Linked DNA regions of Larimichthys crocea: region 2 is linked to region 1. A link is a contact called in public Hi-C data. All regions are on one chromosome and are shown on one strand. The core of a region is the stretch at or near the end of the contact, and the rest is flanking DNA. Distances in the headings are between cores, read along the strand shown. Region 1 holds the start of LOC104928574 (high-affinity choline transporter 1). Region 2 holds the start of LOC104931306 (H(+)/Cl(-) exchange transporter 4).

Region 1 (2,700 bases), core at 197-2,696:
AAGACAAAACGGTTCATACTGAAGAAACGTAAATCCCACCCAGACTCATCTTTATTGGACATTTCTTTGAACTTATGTCATTGTTATGAGCTCATCTGGGGTTCCTCAAAAATCTATTTTTGCTCCTGTAACCTTATCCTATAAAAAGTGTCATCTTGGTCAATGTAATTATTTTTTCTTTTCACTATATGTTAATGACACTCTGCGTTATATTCCACATTAACTAAAAGCCTTCTTTTATTTAATAAAATAATGTCACATTAGGGAAAAGTCAGGCTTCTATACTTATATATAGATTTCATCCAAACAAAGTTATTGCATTGCAAAATTTAAAAACAACCATTAAAACTGCCCTGGTAGTGTAATGAGTCCACCTTTAGAAGATCAAGGAAGCATAGCATTGAATGATTTTATACTTTTTATACTTTTCAGTGTTCAGAATCAGAATATCTTGTATCTTAGTTTCTTGTGTGTCATCTCATGCTTTGTTCCTTTGTTACTTTTTGTGTTGCAAAATGTTTAGCAAGCGTTTGTTGATTACTAAGGTCAAGGTCAAGACGTTTGAGACATGGCACTGTTAAGACAACAGTCTTAAATACCATTTCAAGAGGATCTTACCAATAACAAAGGAAACTGACATTTGTAGTGGAAGAAGAGCCCAGATCAGGCCCTTTGTGGGGTCATAAACAAACTCTGCAACTCCAATGATGAAGGCACCTCCGACCCACGTGGCTGCCATAGGAAATAAACACACATAAATATATTAGTCATATCTTTCAGGTATTCAGGAGCATTGTTTATAGTGATAGTTGTAGAAACAAAAACTGTTCAAAAACTGTTCTTTAATTTTGCACACAGAAAATGACCCACCAGTTTACACACACCTCTTTTCAATAATAATCCAATACTACATACCATACAAGACAAAAACTTGATGTATCTGTTTGACCAAAACCCACCAGTCATTGTGAAGACTCCCACAGCCAAGCTGACTCTCCTGTTAGCCAAAAAAGAAACTTCTATCTGTCCATTAAGCGTGTTTTTCTCCATCTTTTTAGATTTCACGGACGCCCAGATGCCAATTCCCAACACAAGTATGTAGAAGACGACCATCATTATCAGACCTGGTATATGGAGAGCCATTGGGGATACTTTCGACTGATGAAAAGCTCACAACATGCACGTTACACAAACTGAGCTAAAAATGAGGATGAACGGAGTCAAATAATACAAGTTCAAGGTCACTGCTGCTGTCCTGCACTGAACCTCCCACTTCCAGTCAAGACGAGATAGAAAGTATAAGATAAAAAGACGATGACCAAAACAACTCAAACTTAACTTTAGTCCTACACATGCTGCTTTTCTGGACTCACACATTGGGAAAATGTGTTTGTATCTAAATCTGCAGAGTCACAGGTGTTATGCTAACATGCCCTGTAGACCAAAGTGCCTCTGCCATTTCTGTTCAGACAAGAAATGAGTTACTTTGTCTTAATTCAAGTCAGGGTCATGGATCACATTTGTGTAGCTAAGTTGCTACTGTCACACAGAGTACAATAGAGAGGAGGGTTTACCTCAGGTCTAGTGGACTCTTTGGCTATTGCTGGAATAAAGGTTAAAGGCTCAGCATGTAACATTTGATAAGTTCTACGAACAGAAATGGAATATAATACTAATAACTATGTTTTCATTAGTCACCTGAAACTTCATCACTAGATGCTACTAAATTCTACACACTGGACCTTTAAGTGAATAAACAGTGTCATGACCTGGCTCTGAGAGTCATGGCAAAAAGGGAGTCCACACCATGTACATTTGTTTAAACAATTCTTTATTAAATCCAATTAAACCAAATTAGACCAAATTAAACAATCATAAATGATTTGAAGTTATGGAGTGTGTAGAAGCAGTGGTATCAGTGGTGTAGTGCATGAGTGAGAAGTGTGAGTGTGCAAGTGTTGATAGTGTGGAACAAAAACAAAGGACAAACTAAAGCATCAAACTATAGCATCAAGCTAAACTAAACCAAACCAAACCAACCTTGACTGGGGACAGAGGAGCCCAGAACAGGGCAAAGCCGGAGAGAGGTCAGAGAAGAGAATGAGCACCTGGCTGCAGTAGCATAAATACTCTAATCCAAAGTAACATAATAGAAAACATCTGCAAACAGAGAAACCACACCTAGGAGAGGAGGAGGAAGGGACACACTCAGGATGCCACATGATCATCACAACAGCACATTTAAACTTAACTTTGAACAAATAAATTCTGTGTGTGTATAATAAGTATTAAAACTATACTTGTCAAAATAATGAGTAAATTGAATAATTAACCATTTATCAGAGAGGCAACACGGCTAGCTGCGAAAAATAGCAGCCTGCCCAAACTTTAGTAACGGTCAGTTCGGGTGTTGCTCCAATCAAGAAGCTTGTCCCGCTTCACCAGCTGGAGCCAATCAGGAACAAGCAGCAAGCACAACCATCCGGCTCACTTTGCTGTTCTACAGTCCAAGAACATTGCAAATTAGCTCAGACTATAAATCCTGTGATTTGCTGTAAAATTGCCTCCATGCACATTAACCTGATAAGGCATAGTTTGGGGAAACCAATCATTATATTATTATATATTAGTATTATAATTAGTTTCTTATTTGTATCTTAATAAATTTTAATGAAAAAAAAAATAAATCTGTATCAGAGT
Region 2 (2,880 bases), core at 118-2,617, 520 kb after region 1:
CCGCTAGAGGCGCCACACCAGTCATTACGCATTGTAGCGTATCTAGACTGTGGCGCTGTGCTGCCCCCCTGTGGCCACAACAGCGAACTGCAACACACAGTAAAAACAGCGTCACCGCTAACTCATCGTGCTTCCGGTGAACACTTTCAAAATAAAGTGACGGCGTCGATGCGACATAAATCACTCTCACATCATTGATAATTCTTTCGTTGTCATGTTTACCGAGTGTCAGACGGTAAACTATCAAGAGACGACCACGACTACACGCAGAGTAACGACGGAGGTGGAGGAATCTGTCGCTGCTCGTCCGTTAGCTGTTAGTAAGGCTAACGTGATAGCAAGGCTATACGTCGTCTATGTAGTGGAGGAGCTCGATGTTTCTGGACTGACAATGATGATTTCAGGAGCATTTCTTTCAGTTCACGTCGCATTGCTTTGAGTTTGTATTTCCCGGAACCTTTTATTTTGAATGTGGACAGGAAGTGATAGTATTCTAACATGTCTGCATTAATGCCAGTTTAACACTCAGGTTGCAGTTCTCGTCTGTCGCCACTAGAGGGCGAGATATACAGTATCAAGGTGCTGTGCTGCCCTCCTGTGGTCACAGGGTTGAACTGCAACACATTGAATTAGTAAAAACAGCGTCACCGCTAACTCATTGTACTTCCGGTGAACACTTTCAAAATAAAGTGACGGTGTTCTCGCCACGTAAGACTCTCACATAGTTTATTATTTTCTCGTGGTTACTGTCATCTTCACAGAGTGTCGGACGGTTCACTATCATGACGACTACGACGTGCACGCTAAGGTGACAGAAAGAGGGATCTGCGGGCTACTCGTTCGTTAGCATGTTAGCAGAGCTGCTCGTCGTCGGTCTCTCACGTACCGTAGGTGCTCGAGGAGCTCGCAACTAATGTTTTCTGGACCGGCAATTTGAATTTCAGGACCATTTCTTACACTTAATTTCGTATATTTTTAGTTTTGGTCACTATGTTTTGAAAGAACTTACCGGAAGTACAGTATCCTATCATGTGTGCGTGACGCTCGTTTTACTGATTTAATGTTGCAGTTTCACACCATGACCACTGGAGGGCGACAGAGACTGTAGTCCGTATCAGGCAGATTCAGAATGTAATCAGTCTGACAGGAATTAGACATTTACAGAGACTGCTTTTTATTTTTTTTATCCATTCTTTTTATTTTTATTTTATCAATTATTTTTTTTAATTTTAATTTTAATTTTTGTTCTTTCGTCGTGTCAGCTGATGGACGCCTTTGCTGTCATTACACGGTCTGACCACTGTGTCATGTTGGCGCTCTTCCTCGGGGCTCGGTTGTTAACGCACCGATCAGCTGGCAGAAGAAGACGCCTCGCGGTGCATTGTGGGATGCAGTCTGCGTCCTCTCTGTTTATTTTTTAGGTTAAAATGTGAAAAAGCGTCAGAGAGACTGAGACCAACGTTATTAACACGTTATCAACACGTTATTAACACGTTATTAACACGTTATTAACACGTCATCAACACGTCATCAGTGACGGAGCGAAACATGGAGGCTGAAGGTAAAAACGAAGAAGAAGAAGAAGAGCTACAGTTAGCTCTGATGCTAACGAGTGTGTGTGTGTGTGTGTGTGTGTGTGTGTGTGTGTGTGTGTGTGTGTGTGTGTGTGTGTGTGTGTGTGTGTGTGTGTGTGTGTGTGTGTGTGTTTTTTTCTTTTTGTTTGAGTCGACCTGAACACAGCATGAGTGTCTGCACGGAAAGCATGTCCATTCAAACAGCTGTGCTTGAAATCAGACTTAAACTGTACATTGACGTTTGTGTCTGTAAATCGCGTCTGAATCTTTTTTTGTCGTGGTTTTTCTCTGTCTGTCACCATTCTGGCTACGTGAGTAAGCAAACGTTGCAGGAAAAGTCACAATTGTTTAAAAAGTCTTTGAACTGTTTTGCTTCAGTCTTTAACATGTTGCAATTTCAAACACATCTTTTGACTGACATGACGTTCCGAGCGAGAGCTGGTATTAAATAACCCCAGGGGGGGACAGGACAAGTACCACGGACCCGTGAATGTCCACACACACACATCCTTAACACCTGACCACAGTTTTTATTTCTTAGTGTTCTGCAGAGCGGCGCTTACATGTTTATTGAGCTCTAAAGGTAATGACTGTCTGAAGCTAAGAGCAAGTTTGGCAACTCTAACGTAACCCGTGCCAAACTGTCAGCTGGTTTACATGTGAACATTAGGAAAAGAAGTTTTTTATCTCCCGTGGTGTTCTCTCTGTTTTTAATCTTCTGAAATTCTCTACACTAATTCAGTTACCCTGGAAACACGTGAGCTGCAGCGTGCTGCTGTGGTCACTACCGGCAGTGGGAGGGACTTTTCACAGTTGCCGACAGTAGCATCTCACCAGTTTCACCTATTTACACCGTCGATGGAGTAAAGCTCCTCCTGCTGTTGAACATGATGGACTCTGGTCCTGGTTCATCATTTGAGCCATGTGTCGCAGGACATCCTTCTTGGTGATGATGCCCAGGAGACGCCTGAACCAGACAGGATTTCAAATCAACAGGACGAGGTCGCTTGACCATGCAGCAGCTTCAACTTCTATCCATCAATGTTCTACCCGCTCCGGGTGACGAGACACTGCCGGCGGCCCAGTTGCGGAAGCTGTCCACCACCGTCTCCATGTGGCGTGTGTCGGTGACGGTGAAGGGGGCTGAGGTTCAGATGCGTCAGCTTCAGCGGTTGCGGGTTGCTGGCCGCAGTTGTGGTGCGTCCTGGTGAAGTACACACCGAGCTGCTCACCACCGCCGTCCTGCTTCTGAGGGCGTTTCTCTGCAGACAGACGTGGTAAATCATCGTCAGGCCTGACTTTAACA

The links. A called contact is a pair of places that touch in the nucleus more often than the background predicts.
Region 2: a contact with region 1 is called in a Hi-C map of muscle, with 6 times the contacts expected there. The contact joins the promoter of LOC104931306 here to the promoter of LOC104928574 in region 1. A contact is called at or near these places in 3 of 7 Hi-C or Micro-C datasets (all in muscle).

Annotation. Positions count from the first base shown.
Region 1 is chrXIX:10,289,886-10,292,585 of L_crocea_2.0, forward strand. LOC104928574 (high-affinity choline transporter 1) reads right to left here and starts at 1,447. Exons shown (of 8, transcript XM_027291428.1): 1 at 960-1,447; 2 at 619-732. The coding sequence starts at 1,143.
Region 2 is chrXIX:10,813,805-10,816,684 of L_crocea_2.0, forward strand. It overlaps LOC104931306 (H(+)/Cl(-) exchange transporter 4), which reads left to right and starts at 1,368. Exons shown (of 14, transcript XR_003464216.1): 1 at 1,368-1,561.